Linked DNA regions of Mus musculus: regions 2 and 3 are each linked to region 1. A link is a contact called in public HiChIP or PLAC-seq data. All regions are on one chromosome and are shown on one strand. The core of a region is the stretch at or near the end of the contact, and the rest is flanking DNA. Distances in the headings are between cores, read along the strand shown.

Region 1 (3,459 bases), core at 567-3,066:
ACAGATGACTCAGCGGTTAAGAGCACTGCCTGCTCTTCCAAAGGTCCTGAGTTCAAATCCCAGCAAACACATGGTGGCTCACAACCATCTGTGACAAGACTTGATTCCTTCTCCTGGTGTCTGAAGACAGCTACAGTGTACTTATATATAATAAATAAAATAAATCTTTTTTTAAAAAATAAAAGCTATATTGTATGAAGTGTACCCATTAGAAAGAGCAGGTGCCTATATAGACATGAGGGGAGTAAATTAAAAGATGGAAAGTATTACCTGACATAAGAAGGAACATTCTTTGAGGATAGATTGATCTATATATCAAGGAAATGCAGTAACCTCAAAATGCATGCACCCCATAACAGGCTGTCAAAAGATATTAAGAAGAAAATGCACTGACACGCATAAAGAAATAGACCCATAATCATAGCGAGAGGCTGCAAAGCCTCTCTCTGAATAATTGATAAAAGATCTTTTTTAAAATGAACACATATAAAGGAGTTCTGAATAACCCTGTCAATCAATCTGACCTAATTGATGTTTGTGGTGTTCCATCCAGCGACTTTGGAACACATATTCCTCCCAAGCCCTCGTGAATTCACCACCAAAATAGATTATCTTCTACAGCACGGGTTTTGATAGATTTCAGTCATTGGACTATTGCAGTGTGCTTTCTGATGAATTAGAAATATCTACGTTGGCATCTAGATATCTCCCAAATATTTATAAATTAACAGAACGCTTCTCACTCAGAGGGGAACGGAAAACATGAGTTAAATGATGATGAAAATGTATCAAAATCTGTGGAACATACTCTCTTTCTGAGAATTAACTGTTGTAAGAATCGCCTGGGGGTGGAGGAATGTAGAGGTGGCTTTGTGGATAAGAGCACTTGCTGTGTAAAGATGAGGATCTGAGTTCAACCCTCCAGAACCCTTGTAAAAGCCACACATGGCTCCAGAGACAGGTGGGCTTCAGGAACTCGCTAGCCAGATAGGCCAGTAGAAATGGTGAACTTTCAGTTCAGTGAGAGACACTGTCTCAAGGGAGTAAGGCAGAGAGCAATAGAAGATACCCAGCATCCTCCTCTGGCTTCCATATGCCTACACACACAGAGAGACAGAGAGACAGACAGAGAGACAGAGGCATACACACATACATATACACAAAGAGACAGAGAGATAGATAGATAGACAGGCAGAGACAGACACATACACAGAGAGAGGCAGAGACAGAGATAGACAGAGACAGACACACACACGCAGAGACATACATATTCGTAGGCAGAGAAACGGAGACAGAGAGACAGATAGATAGACATATATACAAAGAGAGAGAGAGAGAGAAACACACACACACAGAAAGAGAAATGAGACAGACAGACAGACAGACAGACAGACAGATAGAATTATCCAGTGTTATACAACATTTATAGCCAGGCATGATGACATACACGTTTAACACTCAGGCAGGTGGATCTCTTTGCGTTTAAAGCCAGGTCTACATAGAAAGTCCCAGACCCATCTAGAGCTATGTTGTAAGACCCTGTCTCAAAATAAAGCAAATAGATAGATGGGTGGATAGACTGACAGACAGAGATATTTCTCTCTGCCCCAATTCCCTGGCGCAGAGTCCCTAGAACTCTTGTAGATGAGGGAATCTGGGGACTTTTGTGTTCTAACATCTGTGCTGGCTGTGGCCTCTAACACACTTGTCATTTTGTGAGTGGTAGGAAAGCCAGCTGGGTCCAGCTCCCAAATCCCTTGGAAATTCCCAGTGACAGGCAGACCCTTTTGTTCTAATGAGAAGACTTTTGTTGGGCTCCTGGGTAGCCTCAAGAAGGGGTTGCCAGGGAACCAACCATGCATGCATCAGAAGACTGTAGCTTCAAGTCCTCCTTCTGGGGAGGAAAGATAGGGGGAAAGTTTAGCAAACCAGCGGTGGCTAATGTTGGACACAGCCATGCCTGTGTAATGAAAATCCAGAAGGACTCGGTCCAGTGAGATTCCAGACTGCTGAACACAGATGCCTGGAGGGTGGGAAGCCCAGAGACAGCATGGATCCTCCTCACAGCTCCTCCCACATGCTTGCCCCTCTGCATCTCTTCCATATGGCTATTCATTTGCCTCCCTTGTCAAACACGAGCAAACAAAGTGATGTACTTTCCAAGGTTCTGTGGGACACTCTAGCAAATCAGTCAGACCTAAAGGCAGGGACCGGAAGATCTCTGGTCTCAAGTTCTTCCGTGAGGAGTGCAGGTCACAACCTGTCTTCAACTGAAGCTGAGGATTGCCGACCTGCTGGATCGGTTGTTACCGACGGATAGCATCAGACGGAGTTGGATTAGAGGATTCTCATCTAATGTCTACCGGAGACGAGCTTGGCATTAGGAGAGAGAAATGCCTTCATGTCTTGGCAGCTAGCGGCATCAGGTTCTGTTAGTGTAAAGTGTATTTGTTTTTGCCTTGCTGCTCTGCTGTAATCACCTAGGAAATACGACAAAACATAGGGGAAACTGTTCTCAGACACTGGGCAACAGAGAGGGTATAACAGTGATCCCTGCTATAAAGAAACAAACAAACTAGGCGCCCCCTGCTCACTGCCAAGACTGTCTGCAAACCTCAGCAGAGGAAATCAGGCAATCTAACAGAGCAAAGGATATGTCTGAGACAAGAAAAGACACGTTGGACTCTGCAGAGTCTGTGCGGCTGAAACTGGGGACACAAACACTGGGCAGAAAAGAACTGGGAGGAGAGGGACGACCAAGCAGAGGCCCGTGAGAAGTTCACCCTCAGTCTTTGGTCAAATATTGATATTTATGGAGGGAGAGATAAAGAACTATAACTTGGGCCAGGGAAATGGCTCAGCAGGAAAACACAGATGCAGTTGAGCCTGCTGGTAGGAGTTCTGTCTCCAGGTATCACATGGTGGGGTGACAGAACACACTCCAGCAAGTGCTCTGGCAAGTGGTCCTCTCACCACCATATGCAAGCCATGATACGGATACACACAGACACACACAAATATTTTTTTTATATTTAAGGAATGACACATAATATATAGATACGTAATTTTTAAAAGCTACTACTAAAAAATAGTTGAGGGGCTGTGGAGACGGCTCAATCAGTAAAGTGACCAGCATGCAAGCGTGAGAACATGAGTTCAATCCCCAGCATTCATGTAAAAGCCAGGACTAGCGGAACGCACCTGTACCCTGGGCGCTGGGGAATGGGGTGAGAGGCAGAGATGAACAGATCGCTGAGGCTCGTGGGCCACCCACCCTGACCAATCAGTAAAGCATAGTTTCAGCAAAGGAACATGTCTCAAAAAATATAGTGGCGAGCCTCTGAGGACACTGGATACCAGTCTCTGGCATCCCATACACACGCACCCGCAGCACACAGAGACAGACACACACAAATACACATACAGACACACAAACACACACCTATACCAAACACACAC
Region 2 (3,459 bases), core at 590-3,089, 610 kb before region 1:
TGCTTGTCACCTGCCTGCAATTCTGCATCATGCCTCCATGCCACTGAGCCCTGCACTTCTGGGGATCCCAGCTGACTGCAGCACCCAGACCTACTCCTTATGACCCAGCTCCTCTAAGGCTGCCATGAGCTTCTTTGGTCTGAGATCCTGGGCATTTCCAGATCAGAGTGAGCTAACTGGCTTTGGCGCTATGATTGCTAGAGATCACAATGGGATATGTGTAGGGTAAAGGGCAAGGGAGGTGGCAGGTGGCTGAGGTTCTGGCTTCCTGGCCACTCTTCTCCATGGTCAGTGGTGATCTCTATTCCTGGTGGATGCTTCCTGTCCAGGAGATGCCACACCCTTCGGCCTACTGGGGAAACCACTTTATCCTTGTAAGCCGAGGAATTGTCCTGGGGTGGATGGATTGACATCTGGCAATAATCAGAGAGACAGTATGGAAATCACACCACATCTTTACCTTGGTGATGGACCATTCTGAAAGGAAGCTAGTGGGATGAGGGAGGCTGTGAGATCAGAACCTCTCACATCCTCAGCTGATTGTCTAAGCCAGGGTGGGTATCTGACCAGAGTCCAGGGAGGAAAACAGGATCTAACTGTTGTATTAAGACTGAAGTTTACTCCAGGGAACCATCTATGGGTGATGGGAGGGCTGCTAAGCCAAATGGGGGTAACATAGTAACCAAGAGGTTGACAATTTAGAAAACCTGAATCTCTTCAAGGTGCTGGGGTCTGGGAGGAAGCAGGGTGAGTCTACAGCCCACCAAGAGATGATGTCATGAGCCAGACATAGCCATCAGGAGTGCCAGTATAGACATAAAAGATGGGGGAAAACCCAGCATCTGTTTTCCTCCGCTTCCCATATCTGGCCAGGGCCTCCTGTTACTAAACCCAGCTTGCAGCCAGGTAACTTCAGAGCCCGAGGAACTGAGAAGAGAGTTCCTTGCAATTCAGGCTGACTGTAGCAAAGCTGAGGAAAATGGATCCAAGAAAGAATAGCCTAGGTGGGTACAGGGGAGCAAGATGACATGCCCGGCTCTGGCTCACGCTGCCTTCCTTACTGCCTGGTACCCAGGCCTCATCCGACATCGCTGGACAACGACATCTGGCTCCTAATCAGCTCCTGGTGTCTTAGAGATAAATGTCAGGATGCTCCCAGCCCAGTTCCATCCATCAAGCTCCCAGTGGCACCTCGCACGGCCAGAGACCTTGCCCACCAGAAGCTCAATCTCCCAGACAAAGAACAGAGCCAGAAAAAATAGAACACATCAAGGGCAGTCATAGTGGGGCTAAGTCAGCCTAGGAGTCTTGAGGCTCCTGCCAAAGCCTAGCGGTGAGGCTTTGGGCCAGGAGGGAGGGGTGGGGAAGGGGGCTCGCCTGCTATTTGTGTGTAGAGAGTGCAGTAGGGACTGGAAAAGAAGCCTAGATCTTTTCTAGGGCATTTTCCTGCCCATTTTCCTCTTTGGTCCATGCTATACCAAGCAGGCTGCAATGCAGCCCTCCTTCCCTTCCTTCCCCCAACTTAATTGAAAAAGGCTAGGCTGCCAGTTAAGGATAAAGTGGTAGAAAGGGCAGGGGCATGCCTGCTCCTCAATAGGATTACAAACACCAAGGTGACATACCCTTCTACGATGGCCCCGCCCCTAAGGAAGGAGGAGCCTTAGCAGGCTGATCCCACCCACTTCACCAGGCTGCCTTCCGAACCTAGATTCCAAGAGGCAGTGAGACCCAGGCATCCTGGGCACCTTACTCCAGGCTTCCCCTCAGCATGAAGATTCCGTTAAACTGAGAAGAGGCAGGGAAGAGAGTGGAGGGGGCGGGAGCTGCATTAAGAGAGCTGTGATTGGATGCCAGGCTGATAGATGGGTGAGGAGACCAACCAAAACTGTTGGACATCTGGAATGACAGGCAAGCTCCAGTCAGAAGCAGATGTCGCTGTAGTCCCCCTGCTAGCCTCTCCCCCCGGCCAGCTTTATCCCCCCCCCCCTTTCTGGGGGCACAGTTCTAAATCTCTTTGACATAAAATATCGTTGGAGATCCGAAGCACAGAGAGATTAAAAAACAATAAAGAGAAAGCAAAACTCTTGACTATAATTACCAGCCTCTAGCCAGCAGCAGCAAAAACGCACTAAAATTTTAATAGGAACCACTGCATTTAATTTAACGACACATTTTTTCAATTACCAGAATAATTGTTTTATTCATAAAATGAGTTTCAATAAAGAGGGTAATTTTCCTTTGTTTTTATTATTCATTTGTGCAACATATTTGAGATAGAATTCCCGCATGTTAAGGCAGCTTGGTGAGGACTGGTGACATCTGTGTCATAAGCAGCGGCAGGGTTGGGGTGATGGAGGTGGACATCCTCAAGCTTTGGGGAATGGGGGCTGGCGGGAGTCACAGCTGGAGGGTGTGTCTGCACCTGGCCACTGAGAGTCGTGGAGTGAACCCAGACTCACTTTGTCTCTCCTGGTGATCCTCTGACTCCCTTTGCTGTGTTCATGGATGTGACACAGGAGCCTAGCAATGCAGGGTCATCTGCACCGCCGGAGCAATCCAGGAGCTCCCAACCTCTCAGACTGGCATCCTATGGATCTGAGCCAAAACCAGAGCTAAGCATCATTTGGGAGGAGGGAAGAAAGCCGGGCAGAGACACCGTGCAATAGATCCAGCCTGTTGCTGGAGGAATAAGGGTTCATGGCACATAGGTCCCTTGGTCCTCAGTCTTTAGCCTCTCTATATTAAGTCAGATCATTACAAGGAGCCACATGCACTGGGTGTCCATTGCCTGCTACCTGGACTCACTTCTTAGCATCCACACCGCCATGCCCATGTTTACATTTCTTATCTCCTTCTTTCTATGTACTGGGCATCCAAACTAGAGCTTTGCACACACTAGGCAAGTGCCCTGCCATTCATTGGGCCACACCTATGTCAGTGACAGGAAGAAACAGACACACGTCTTAAGTGGTCTGTGCCAGATCACAATAGTAGGCTGTGGGGGGAGCAAGATTTGAACTTGGCCCAGCTGATTGCAGAGCCTGCAGCTGATGTTAACGTGGTGCCAGCCGCCGTGGCGTGGTGGTGTGGGCTGTGTCTCTGGCAGAGCTTCTTTGGAACTGACCCCCCCCCCCTGCCCCCGGCATGTCTAGCTCTGGTTTCATTTACTCTGCACTTTAATTCTTTGCCTGGCAAGCCTCTCCGTTTCGAGTGCTTCATCCCAGTCTCCTGGCTGGCACTCAGAGATAGGGACAGTCACTGGCAGAGGAGCTGTTGAGGAGGAGCACTATCTGGGCTGAGTCTGTGCTACACTGCGTCCCTATCCTTTGGGTCCAGGGAAGGTGTCACAGCTTCACAGTGCTTCTCTGAATGGATAGACTGCAGGATGGGGGAGAAGCGAGCTCATGGCTCTCTCCTCTAGGCACGGAAGCAGTGTTGAACTTGAGACACCCAATCTCC
Region 3 (3,459 bases), core at 365-2,864, 530 kb before region 1:
TTCTGCCCGCCCCATCTTCTCGCCCTGGGACCACACAGTGCCTGCCTGCCATGGTTTGCCCTTCCTTTCGGACGTCAAGCAGGACCAGGAGCTTAGGGAGTTCAATGGAGCCAAGACACAGAATGACGCGCCCCTCCTACCCCGACCAGAGAGTATCCACAAAGGTCCACCTCCCCGTAACCTCACCTTTCCGGTCCAGAAAGGTCAGAAGTATCAGACACTGCCCCACCCCAAACAGAGCTCCAAAAGTCGAAGAAGCGGGGAGCATTGAGACGTACAAGAGATGGTCCAGCTTGGGCCAAACGCGGTGTCTTAGGGGGGTTACCTCTCTTCTGCCCACCCAAACCCCTTCTCCAGTTCCACGTGGAGAAAGTCACCCATACCGTACCTTGGGCCCCGGCCGAGTGGATCCGATGCAGGGCCAGTAGAGTCCAGAGCGGCAGCCTCCACATGCTGCTGAACATGCTGACCGAGGGGTCCTCTAAAGTGCCCCCTCTTTGCGAGTTGCTTTATAATCCTTTGGAGTCCCGGGAGACTGTGTGGTCAAGTCCTGGACGCTATGCCCGTAGGGGCCGCACCGGCGACCCCAAATGCTTTCCCCTCTTTCTGCGCTGGCTATTCCGTAAAGCGAGGGGGAGAGCAGAAAGAGGCCAAGCCTCCTCTCAAATTCGGGGTGCCTGTATCCCTTAGCACCCCGACTCAGACTACGTCTCATAGGCAGGGCGACCCCTGCGATCCGGCCTGGTCGCTGGATGAGCTCCCGAATCAGAGGACAACTTCAGGAAACTTCCTCCTGGTGGCCACGTTGCCCGCCTCCCGCCCCTCCCCGCCCCCTGGTTGGGTTCTCCCGGGCCGACGTAGTCACCGCGGTTCCAGGCGCCGGGCCCCTGGGACTTGATGTAAGCGGAGCACAGTAGCAGGCGCGGGCGCCGGGTGTCTTTTAGAAGGGGCGCAGGGCTCGGGGGGCGCGGTTAGCATAACGGTCCGAATCTCCCCGGAGCCGAAGTTTTCTTCTCTTCTAACTTTGCAGAAGGCATCTAAGCGGGGCCGAGCCACCCTTCTCAGCTCCACGGTCCTCGTGCCCAATTCAGTGATTTCGGGGGTACCTCCCCTGGGGCTTCGGTGCGGGGCTCGCCCTAGGCTCTGAGCACCTCCGGCTAGCAAACTTTGCGGGTCCCACGGCCCGGCGCGCAGCCCCGTGCGCCCATGTCTGCGCCAGCTGCGGGCAGGGATGGATGCCCGGTTCGGGTACCCGGCTGGGCGGCCCAGGTTCCAGCCAGCGCCTGGGCACCGCGCCTCTTGCGGGCGATCCTGAGGAGGAGACCGGCGGGTCCTGCTCTCCGCCGCACCCGGGATGGAGCTCGGCGCGAGCCGCACCGGGAAAGCCCTGCCGGCAGCTTTGGGATCCGGGGTTTCGGCGCCGCCTCGGCCCCCCGGCGTTTTCGCCCGGCGCGGGGACCCGAGTCTCCACGGCTGCTCCCGCGCCTCGGCCGCGCCTGCTGCTCGCCCACCTCGGCAGCAGCTGCCTCGCAGAGCCTGGAGCTCTGGGCTGCCCGGGCTCAGCGTCCTCAGAGCTGCTCTGCTGCCGAGCCTGAGAGTCTGCCTGCGCCGAGCTGGAGCTGCGGGGGCAGCGGGAGCCGGAGACGAGCGCGGCGGAGGCGGAGACGCGGAGAGGGGGGCCGAGCGCTACCCCGTGGCCGCGACTGGAGCGCAGCCTGCGCGCAGGGAGGGGGCGGCGGCGGCCCCGAGCCAGGCCCGGGAGCGAGCCCCGCAGAAACCCAATCCGTGTGCGCGGCCGCGGACGCCTGGCGTCTCCGGGACCCACCGGAGGGCAGTAGCGCGGGCTGCAAGCGAGCCGCTCTCTCTGGCCCGGTCTTCTAGCTTCAGCCCACCCTCACTCCTCCCTAGAAGGCCTTATCCCAGTCTCCCATAGGATGAAGCCCCCAGTACCCCTCTGGATTCGACCAGGCAGAACAGTTTGGGAAGGGTGTGTGTGTGTGTTGGGGGGGGGGGGGGTGTCAACCGGTTGATTCCAGTTTTTCCTTCCCAGGTCAGACTCTTTAAAAGTCTGGAAACGCTCAGGGCGGAGAGCAAGATAAAGGGGAAGCCTGGGACTTGCAGAAGGCTGAGAAAGTGAAGTTGGTGCCAAACTCGTGCGTTCTTTGTTTCTTCTTCTTCTTCTGAGCTCCCCCTTTAAAGGCACATTAGCAGCAGAGACACAAAGGAGAGAGCCAGAGGGGTCCTCCCTCGTGGCCCAGGGAAGGGAGCAGAATGTACCTTCTAGTGTGGGAAGGCCAGGAGCTGGAAGACCCCTTTAACAGTTGTACTTACAGGCAACAGACGCCTCTACCTCCGTGGGCTCTTTTCTCTATTAAAAATATTAAAAGTAATATTTTGCGGCTGTGTTGGCGTAAAAACAAATATATTACTACATATTAAAACATTTTCTTTCATTTAAAAGTTCATTTAATTTTTCCCCTGATTTTAAAAGAAATTAAAACAGTTCCGTGGGTTTCCTAAAAGACGGTGTAGTCCCTGGCACTGAGCCTGCTGGGAAAAAAAATCAGTCTTGCAAGGTTGGTATTTCGGCTGGAAAAGGAAGGGTTGAGGCCCGTCACCTTTGCCAGCTTTTCTCTTCATGCCTCCAGGGCCCAGGTCTTCGGAGACACACCCCTGTGGTCTTCCAGTTCTGGTCATTGCCCTTCAGGCATCTCACTGACTTCGAGAGCTCTGCCTCATCTTCTCCAGTCCCCAAGCCTCTTCTCATCGCTATGGACGCAGGCACTGAACACCTCTCATCGCTCTACTGTTCTCTCCTCACCTGCCTTGGAAGAACAGCTTTGAGCATTTAGTGGAAATAGACGAAAAACCTAGCCTGCCTGTCTTCAGCTTTACATTCGTCCACTTCAAACCCTGCTTTTGTCTTTCTCCCTGGCAGTCTGAACCTAGTCCGGGCCTAGGGCTTGTTATCCGACTGAGTTTTTGACTGAGGAGTGGCTTTGGGGATAAGCAGCCTAGATCTCTCCCCCTTAGGTGGCCACGCCCCTCCCATCTCTGAGAAACCCAGATTCTGCCTCTCTACCCCCAAGCCCCAGACTCTGAACTACACGCTTGAGAGCTCAGGCCCTGCCCATCCCATCAGAAACAGCTGTTCTTTAGGGTGTTGTTACAGGGCTTGCTCACAGAGGGGGCCTGAGAGTCAGTTTTGCAGCAATTGCTTCTTAGCCAGCAATCGGAGCAGAGACACTGTCTGTGCCCTTGGGCTGGAGTTCGTGTGGGTACCAACGTCTGAAACCTTGGTGGATTTCTCCATTTGGGTCCAGTGCCCAGACTTGTAACTGCAAGAGTCTGAGCTAGCTGCTGCTCAGGTTCCAAATAGCATTTGTGCTCATCCTAAGAGCAGACCTTCTGAACAGGCAAGTGTGTCCTTACAAATCTAGACGCTTTATCCCCGGGATA

Evidence for each region. HiChIP or PLAC-seq counts read pairs in DNA pulled down with a chosen protein or histone mark.
Region 2: an H3K4me3 HiChIP or PLAC-seq map of embryonic basal ganglia shows a contact between it and region 1, with 5 times the contacts expected there. The contact joins two enhancer-like sites. A contact is called at or near these places in 1 of 115 datasets of contacts at active chromatin or transcription factors (embryonic basal ganglia) and 1 of 9 other capture datasets (embryonic stem cells).
Region 3: a contact with region 1 is called in an H3K4me3 HiChIP or PLAC-seq map of forebrain, with 7 times the contacts expected there. The contact joins the promoter of Sdk2 here to the enhancer-like site in region 1. A contact is called at or near these places in 6 of 115 datasets of contacts at active chromatin or transcription factors (embryonic basal ganglia, embryonic forebrain, embryonic midbrain and 3 more) and 1 of 9 other capture datasets (embryonic stem cells).

The regions. Positions count from the first base shown.
Region 1 is chr11:114,595,540-114,598,998 of GRCm38.p6, forward strand. The region is part of intron 1 of Gm31724 (a long non-coding RNA gene); the gene reads right to left. Among named protein-coding and RNA genes, the nearest start is that of Gm31724, 14 kb to the right of the region's middle. Within about 2 kb of position 1,817, at least 28 of the 459 cell types and tissues checked have an H3K27ac peak or open chromatin away from gene starts, as enhancers often do. A contact at or near this core is called in embryonic basal ganglia, where this site is marked.
Region 2 is chr11:113,988,917-113,992,375 of GRCm38.p6, forward strand. The region is part of intron 1 of Sdk2 (sidekick cell adhesion molecule 2); the gene reads right to left. Among named protein-coding and RNA genes, the nearest start is that of Gm51929, 51 kb to the right of the region's middle. Within about 2 kb of position 1,840, at least 88 of the 459 cell types and tissues checked have an H3K27ac peak or open chromatin away from gene starts, as enhancers often do. A contact at or near this core is called in embryonic basal ganglia, where this site is marked.
Region 3 is chr11:114,065,415-114,068,873 of GRCm38.p6, forward strand. It overlaps Sdk2 (sidekick cell adhesion molecule 2), which reads right to left and starts at 1,615. Exons shown (of 45, transcript NM_172800.3): 1 at 389-1,615. The coding sequence starts at 464.